Regions from separate parts of the Gossypium arboreum genome. Here region 2 is linked to region 1. A link is a contact called in public Hi-C data. All regions are on one chromosome and are shown on one strand. The core of a region is the stretch at or near the end of the contact, and the rest is flanking DNA. Distances in the headings are between cores, read along the strand shown. Region 1 holds the start of LOC108463873 (ATP-dependent DNA helicase homolog RECG, chloroplastic). Region 2 holds the start of LOC108463937.

Region 1 (4,180 bases), core at 1,197-3,696:
GATGGCTGATTAACTTAGAATGCAAGGATGTCGAGGGCTAAGATTACTGAGCAGCCATATAAATAGTCTTGTAATGCCTTGTTAGCAGTGTCTTACCATATATTTATTCAATTGATAAAGCCAGTCTTTTAGATTTGGTAACGTTGGGCATATCCTTCTAGTGTGATTTCTTCAAGTACTAATTTTTATATTCAATGCATGCATATCAAAATATATAATTGTAAGATTTGGGCCCTCACTGGCTTTTGAACAACAAAAATGAAATAAAGAAAGAAAATGTAATATTGGTCAAGATTAAATACTAAAATACATAGTTTCTCATGAAAATTGCAGGGAAAAAGTGAAACAAATAGAAGCTAGAGATCTGCTTTCTACAGGTATTGGAAACAGTAGGTACCCGTTTTTATGCAAAACAATATATGAGCATAGAATGCAAAGAGAAGAGTTATTTTCTTGAGGATATAAGGAAATTTCTGAGAATCACAAGCAACATCCAATAGCCAAATCTTGTAATTAGACATCTACCTTATTTAGCAGCTTTGAGCGACCTGAGATACTGGCTGTATCATAATTATGTACTTCCTCCAATAACTTTTCTGGAAACTTGTGCTTGGACCGCGAATAAATTTTTGAAACTTTATTGAAGAGGTAATTATGGAACCTAACATTAATTGAAGGCAACTCAAAGTAAAATTCCATCTCAACCATCATGGTTTAAGCAACCAAACTTAATGTAGTGCATTACCTCATTTTTCTACCTAAAGCATTCCTATAGCCTCTCTCTGCTTCAAAGACTATAGCACTTCTCAAACCCTTCCCGGTAAAACACTGAAAGAAAAGGAGGAAAATTTTAGAATGCATAACAAAAATTCAGTGTCACCATGCTCATTTGATTCTTAAGATGCTAAAATAAGCCATGAAAAACAAAGAATTGTACATAAAAATTTCCACAATGGAATAATAGCACATTAAGTTTCCATGAGTATCTAAGAACCTGGAAAGCATGCTTGGTTGGATAAGTAAAACTGATACAAAATAAGTTAGGGAAAATGATGGGATCTCTATAACAAAAATACAAGTACTTTGACATAGGCAGAAAATAGCAGAAGCCAAGATCTAATTTATGCGAACGAATAAGTGCTACAAGGAGTAAGTGAGAGAGACAAAGAGCATAATAGAATTTCTAATTTGGCCCATCTGAATCAGATTTGAATGAATTTTAGGATCACTAGATTTGGAAGTAGTTAAGATTTTGTGTTAAGAGAATATGGTTGAATAACATAATTCACTTTCAAAGCAAAAGAATTCAGAATTTGAACTCAACAGTTACCTTCCAACCTATGAGTTCAACCATGTAAATTTACAACTAAAGAGATGAATTTCTTTAACTTGGCAGTATTACCACTAGTCATTTATCCTACTGGGCTTTTCACCTGTTATCGTACTCTTACATACAGTAGCCTCTCAAATTTTCCACATGCACAACGATACATGTAATATTATTCATCATTCTTCTAATCCCGACCCAATCTTACAACTCCTACTCTGGCTACTTCATAGCAGAATCTAAAACAACAATAATCTGAATAGACATAAAAAATAATAATAATAAAATAAAAAACTCTTGCTTTAATCATTCATTTAAAGCAAAAGAGAATCGTGGTACTGTACCACGGTACATGAAAGCACGCTTGAGACAGTCAGTGCCATGTGAAACAAACTTACTGCACCAAAAGAACATGCCTAACTCATCAAAGCATATACAATCCTGCAAGACGGCATTTGAGTTAGAATCCAGGGAATACAATCAACTGCCACAACCCATACAAAAATGAAAACATAAACATTGGGATTTAAAAGACTTGGGTTTCTTTCAATTCATAATTTTTTTTTCAATACAAGTCCACCATTTCCAGCTTCAGCTGGGGAAGGAATTTGAAGTTGTGAGAACTGAACCAACGGAGAGAGAGGGGGGAGATCTAACTTGGCAGCTTGTTTACAAGCAGTTTCCGAGAAATCAAAGATGGGAGATGTAAACGAAAACCAATTTGGAAGATAAATATGGACTGAGATTAGGCAATTACGACGCTCCTCACCTGGATTTCTAACAACAAGATTTCTTTTGTATGTAGATGCGAATGCCTTCAGTGGCTGGGAATCTAAAGGAATTTGAAATAAAAAGTACATAAACATAGACGCCAGTTACAAGAGAGTAAAGAGTTTGGAAGAAACACTCAAACAAACAAAGCTTCCATTTCGAGTCTGAATGACATGCTTATGTTGGGCCGGAAACTGCTACTACTTGCCTCATAGAGATGTTCCACTCCTTTTGGGCTTTTGCTCTTCCTGCCTTGCCTTGCTTTGCCTTGCACTGCTCTTTAATTTTTCCCTGATAATTCGGATTCATTCAAAAGCTTCCTTTATTGGTATATAATCATAAATTTAGTTACTAATTTTCAACTCTTTTATCACATTTTCTCTAATTTTTTATTGTTTTACCTCTTTTTAACTTTTTTATATAAAAAATAACTTAAAACTATTAACATTTTATGGCATTAATATAATAGTCTGCTGAGCACTTTATATATATATTATTGTGGATATAGATAATTTATTTTAAAATTTTGAACTTTTATTGCTTTTATTTTTACCAAGGATACGGGAATTACTACATAAAATAATATGTCTTTAAAATTGTAATAATCCAATCAATTTTCTTTTCTAACAAAAAAATTAATTTTTCTTTGAAGAAAAGTAAATTAACTAAATTTTAAAAGTTTAATAACTTTCTTCGTTTCCAAGTAAACAAAGTAAAAGAACAAGTCATAAACCTAAAAGGGTCTGCTACCCTAGCACGCAATTGTCTGCCGCCGCTAGCATGAGTTCTTAGGTTTTTTCTTGTTTTTAGTATTTGTTTTGTCTTTTAGGTACAACCAGTGTCTTTAAGTCTGTTTATTTCTACGATTGGAGTGTGGCGATCGTATCCTGGCCTTCAAACCTGTATTCATGGAAATTGAATTAGCACAATTATCATTAAATGAGAAAGAAGAAGAAATATTACAGATCCAGGTAGATCCAAGCACGGAAAGAATAGTGGAAGAATTTCAACTTGTGGGATGTTTCCTAACAGCCAATATAATTCACTTCCCAGCCATGAAAAGCACTATGGCTAATCTGTGGCATCCTGTTTGTGAGGTTCAAATTCGAGATCTGGGGGGAAAAAAGGTATCTTTTTCAGTTCTTTCATGGTAAGGATATGGAGAAGGTTTTGAAAGGTTCACCTTGGGCTTTCAATAATCATTTGTTGATATTTTATAAATTGAAAAGGGAAGAGGATCCATTAAGAGTACCATTAATTTTTCCCCTTTTTGGGTACAAATTCATGACATCCCAATAGGATTATTTTATGAAAATTTAGCAATATAACTAGGCAATTTTATAAGGGCTTTCTTGGAATATGATGGTTCAAATCTTGGAAAGGAAAATCATAATTACATGAGTGTAAGGGTACAGATTGACATTAGGAGGCCTTTGAAAAGAAAGAAGCAGGTTATGTGGGGCGGAAGATGCTCATATGTTAAATTTCAATATGAACGTTTATCACTTTTTTGTTTCTATTGCGGACATTTGGGGTATAGTGGCTCATTCTGTGAGGCAAAAATGATGTTAGGGATGGAAATTGCTGAATTGGGTTAGGATTTATCATTGCGAGCACAATCCCGAAGAGCTCTATCTATGAATAGTATATGGCTTCGGGATGAAGGTGAAAGAAAACAGGAAGGAGGTTGGAAGGATAATCGAGTTTTCGGGTTCAGATTATGGGATGAGGATAATAAAGACAGAAGTGGAAAAGCCATTGATATAATTCTAGGATTTAACATTGAAGGGGGATTATCATCTCTAGATCAACGAAAGGAGAATTCTTGGCCTGATCAAATGCAAACGGCTATGGAACATGATTTAGAAGATGGTATTTTAGTAGGAGAGGAAGGGAAAAAAAAAAACAGGGGGGAGATGGGAGACCTAGCAAGAAAAGAAGAGAGTGGTAATGCAATGACAATGAGCAAAAGAATGGTGGAACTTAATCTTTTATCATTGGCGGCTGCCGAGAGGCAAGCCAACTGGACGCAATGAAAATCATAAGTTGGAATGTCCGTGGTTAGGGAGACCACGGACGATT
Region 2 (4,180 bases), core at 1,110-3,609, 170 kb after region 1:
TGTTAATGAAAAGGTGAATCATCTAGGTGATGGTTAAAAGGCATGGTTGGTTGATTTGGTAAAGTTATGGAAGTGAGAGAGTAGTTAAGTTGATGGTATGTGCAATGCCAGTTATAAATGACTCACTCTCGCTGATGTTGGTAGGGATGATTGTCTCTCACAAATCTTGGGTGACTAGTGGATCTACTGTATTAACTATCCACCTATCCTTTTTTTACTATGGTGGGTTATACTGTTAGAACCGCCTTTCACCTATTGGAGGGGGAGTTCTCTATTGTGTTTGATGTTGGCGAGTTGTCACTGAATGATGTAGAGGGAAAGGTAGTTTAAAAAGAGGTATGTTTAGGCTACTTGGGATGTCAGCTTAGCTTGATCAATGTCCAACCGATCACCTTCTGTGAAACGATAGACCATTTCATATAATTGAGATAACTTTTTTGGAGGGTTACCCATGCGGTGAAGTCGGAGGAATTTGTGAGTGGTTCCTGCCAATAACGCTTGGATGGCTAAAGCATTGAAAATACCCTTGGTTATCATAGTTGCAACATTAAATCTTTTCATGAAATCACGGAAGGGTTAATTTTCTTTCTATTGAATGGACATGAGGTAGGCTAGGGATTGTTGTGGGTTTTTGTTAGCTAAGAAGCTACTCATGAATAACCCAACCATCTAATAAAAATTATTTATAGATCTTGAAGGAAATGATAGGTACCATTTTTGGGTTATGCTAGAAAGAGTCATAGGGAAAGCTCTGCATTTCATAGCGTTCAAGGCTCCAAAAATGTTCATGTGGTTTTTGTAGTGGTCTAGATGATGTTCCGGGTCTCCAGTACCAATGTAAGCCAACTTGGGAAACTTGAAAGAGGCAAACAAGTTATACGCCAATGCATAAGGGGCTAAAGGTTTGTTAGTGTAGCTTTAAGAAACTTCATTAGATTCAGAACATTTAGCCTCTTGTAAAAATTCTAATTGAAGTGCTGCAATTTGTTTCTCAAAAAGAATGGTTTTGTTTCAAGGCTCATAATCAGGCTGAGGATCTTGTAAAATCTCATCATCATTATGCCCTTTCTTATCATTATAGATAGTTAATTGTGATTTATTTTTTAATTCTGTCAGAAGGAGGTAATTCATCCTCTTTGACATCATCTTTTGCTACATGCAACTCCGTGATCAGTTGCTCATTGCAGGCATTATGTTGATCTAACAAGTGTTAACGTTCCTACTGTTCCTGGAATTAACACTGTCGAGCCAAGAGACACATCTTTTCTTGCATCTTAGCAACATGGTGCTAGGAACTCAGTAGATATTATTGTTGGGAATTCTGATATGGGAGCATGGCCACGGTAGTAGGTTGATATTGCGAGGCTAAACAAGTGAGGATTTATTTTAAGAGATCATCTTTGGGGTCTTGTAGGGTGACAAGAGAGGATGGCATGTTAGGAATTGAAGGCGATGCCATAGTGGCAAGATTAATTGAGGGAGTATTAAGGGTATTTAGGAGTTGTGTGAGGGCTTTCATGGTAGTCATGGTTGAGCGATTCGATGTTTTGGGTTGGGTTAAAGAAAGTTCAATGTTTTTGATATCGTCGCCATTCATTAGACTGGAGAAATTGCAGGGTCAGTGTCAATGTTTGTTAATGAGGTTGTGGGTAACATCATTCTCATTTTGAGACATTTTGTTCTGTTTACGCTCACCGCACCAATTATTGATACAAAGTATAACAAGGGAGGAAGACATGTGGAATAAGGAGATCAAGGTGATGTAGTGGAGGTTGGTTCAGCTGTAAAGGCTGAGACCCGAAATAAAGACAATAAGATAGGTTGATTGAAAAGATGAATGCTCAGAGTAACTCTAGGGAATAAAAATGGTCGATCCCTTACCCATAGTTTTCTAGGGTATTTATAAGAAAAAGTCTCCTTATCCATCTCGTTAAATGCCTAATGAATATTCATGGACACGTATTATGAGATTCTATCATTATGATGTAATTAAACCTAAATAGGCTCATTATTGCCTTGAAAGTGTGTTCACATTATGATAACGCTCTCCTATGAACATAGATGATAGGTTCTGTTTGAAGTGGGCCGAATAGTTGTGCTCAGAGAGTCAATATAGAATCAACAATATCTTTTGGGCTTGACATATGTATTTTTGGGGAGAAGAGTATAACAAGGATGTTAGATAAATTTTCGCCAAGTTAAATAAAAAATAATCTTGATGGAGCTGAATTTTGTAATCAAAATTTACACAAAATTAGAAAATAAATTTCATTTTCTTTTATTAAATTAAACTGAATAATTTGATTTAATTAAACATTTTCAAACTCGAAATTTAAGAGTTTTTAGTATAAAAACAGTTGGAAAAAGAGAGTAATTTTAAGGCAGTGCGCGTGGTTACACGGTTTCAAACAACAGCCGCAGTACATGTTCGATAGAATGTCTCTACAATAAAAGAGTTCCTTCCTAGAAATACTTGAAAATTTCAGAGGCAACCATGATGCTCTATAATCTTCTCGACGGCGTCAAAGAAATTCTGAAGATTCAAAAGTTCCGAAGAATTGTGTCATACACTGGATTCTATTGCTTTGTTGCTGTTTTGAGCTACGCTTATACAAACAACACGTACATTCAATTGTTAGATTTTGTGGATTTTTATCATTTTTTAGCGTTTTCTTTTAATTGCTTTGCTTCTACGTTTATTTTGCAGAACTAGAGCTGGGTATTCGAGGGCTGATCAATTCTATGCTTCTTATCCTGCTGGAACCGAGCTTTTAACTGACACTGCTAAGGTACCCTCTTTTATTCTCTAGTTTTATTGCTTTCCCATCATTTTAATTTCATATTTGGTTGACATTTGATTGTTTCTTGGTTTGGATAGTTATATAAAGCGGCATTAGGCAATTGCTTTGAATCAGAGGAATGGGGTCCGATTGAGTTCTGTATCATGGCTAAACACTTCGATCGTCAGGGGAAATCACCATATGCCTATCATTCGGTAAGTTACACATTGCTATTATGTATGTTTCATGTGTGCACGCATTCTTTTAATAACCTACTTAGGATTTTTTCCTGGTATGCAAGATTAGGTTTTTTTTTTTCCTCCCTGTTTTACATGGTAGTTGAAACCTTAATTAGAATTGCGCTTTCTGTCTCTGCATCATTCAAGCATGATTTGGTTGTTTCTTTTTTATGTTGATTCTATGAAAATTTGAAGTAATTGCTTCAAATTGAACTGTACAAGTATCCTTAAGTGTAATTTTTGCAATATTTCCCGATTTCTGCTGATCCTAATTTAGAAAATAGTTTGTTCCCAAAAATGTCATGTAGAACAATCTACCATTACTTCCTGATCCTATTTCAAACAGACCTCTATAAAATGACTGATCAAACTTAAATTTCTTGTGATAATTAAAGCAAGTTGCAACCAGAATAAAACGGTGGTAAAGAGGGTCACAAGATGAATTCTAGAAAGGTGCTTGCTTAGAATTCTCTCTGTATGTTGAGATAGTACCGGTCAGCAGTCCAAGTTGGGTTGAGTGGAGTTACTTCTTTCATTTGCATACCCACGATACTTGTCTTCTTGTTCTTCTCCACCTTTTACCATATCAACCTTCCTTATCCATAAAGAGGAGTTGGTTAACCACAGGGCACCTAGGCACTTTTTCTTGGACAGTAACTATCTGGTCGTTTATCACTCTCTGGGATTGAAGGGACTGTGATTACAGGCAAGATTATATTTGATTTTCGTATCATCCAAGTACTGTCGTACTGAATGGGAGGAAAACACCACATTGATGCAACTAGGTTAACTATACTGTTTAAGGGGTGTAACTAAGTGGTTTCAGCCTATATTAATTTTCCCTCTCAGATGGCCTTATTTGTATTTGCTTAACAATTTCCTCGTTTTTGACACAATGGTTTATCTTCTAAATCCCTTTCTTTCAAATAGGGATAGAATTGCACTCTGATACACCTAGAAAGGATAGACATCACTGAGTGCTGTTGTTCGGCCTTAAATCCACTCATACCTTCCCCCATGGATTTACATCAATGAAATTGTCTTGTACTCTTTCCTTCAATGTTCCAGTTTGTTTATAACTCATAATAATTTAAATAGAAATCCTCTGCTATGACTGGATGGTCGATGCTTTTGTTCTTTGCTTTTTTCGCACAAGGAGAG

What was found. Hi-C and Micro-C count contacts between places; a contact is called where the count stands out from the background.
Region 2: a contact with region 1 is called in a Hi-C map of leaf, with 5 times the contacts expected there. The contact joins the promoter of LOC108463937 here to the promoter of LOC108463873 in region 1. A contact is called at or near these places in 2 of 5 Hi-C or Micro-C datasets (both in leaf).

Annotation. Positions count from the first base shown.
Region 1 is chr3:28,187,934-28,192,113 of ASM2569848v2, forward strand. LOC108463873 (ATP-dependent DNA helicase homolog RECG, chloroplastic) reads right to left here and starts at 2,447. Exons shown (of 18, transcript XM_053025631.1): 1 at 2,307-2,447; 2 at 1,672-1,768; 3 at 746-828; 4 at 526-661. The coding sequence starts at 1,710.
Region 2 is chr3:28,358,219-28,362,398 of ASM2569848v2, forward strand. It overlaps LOC108463937, which reads left to right and starts at 2,360. Exons shown (of 4, transcript XM_017763952.2): 1 at 2,360-2,622; 2 at 2,708-2,789; 3 at 2,879-2,995. The coding sequence starts at 2,495.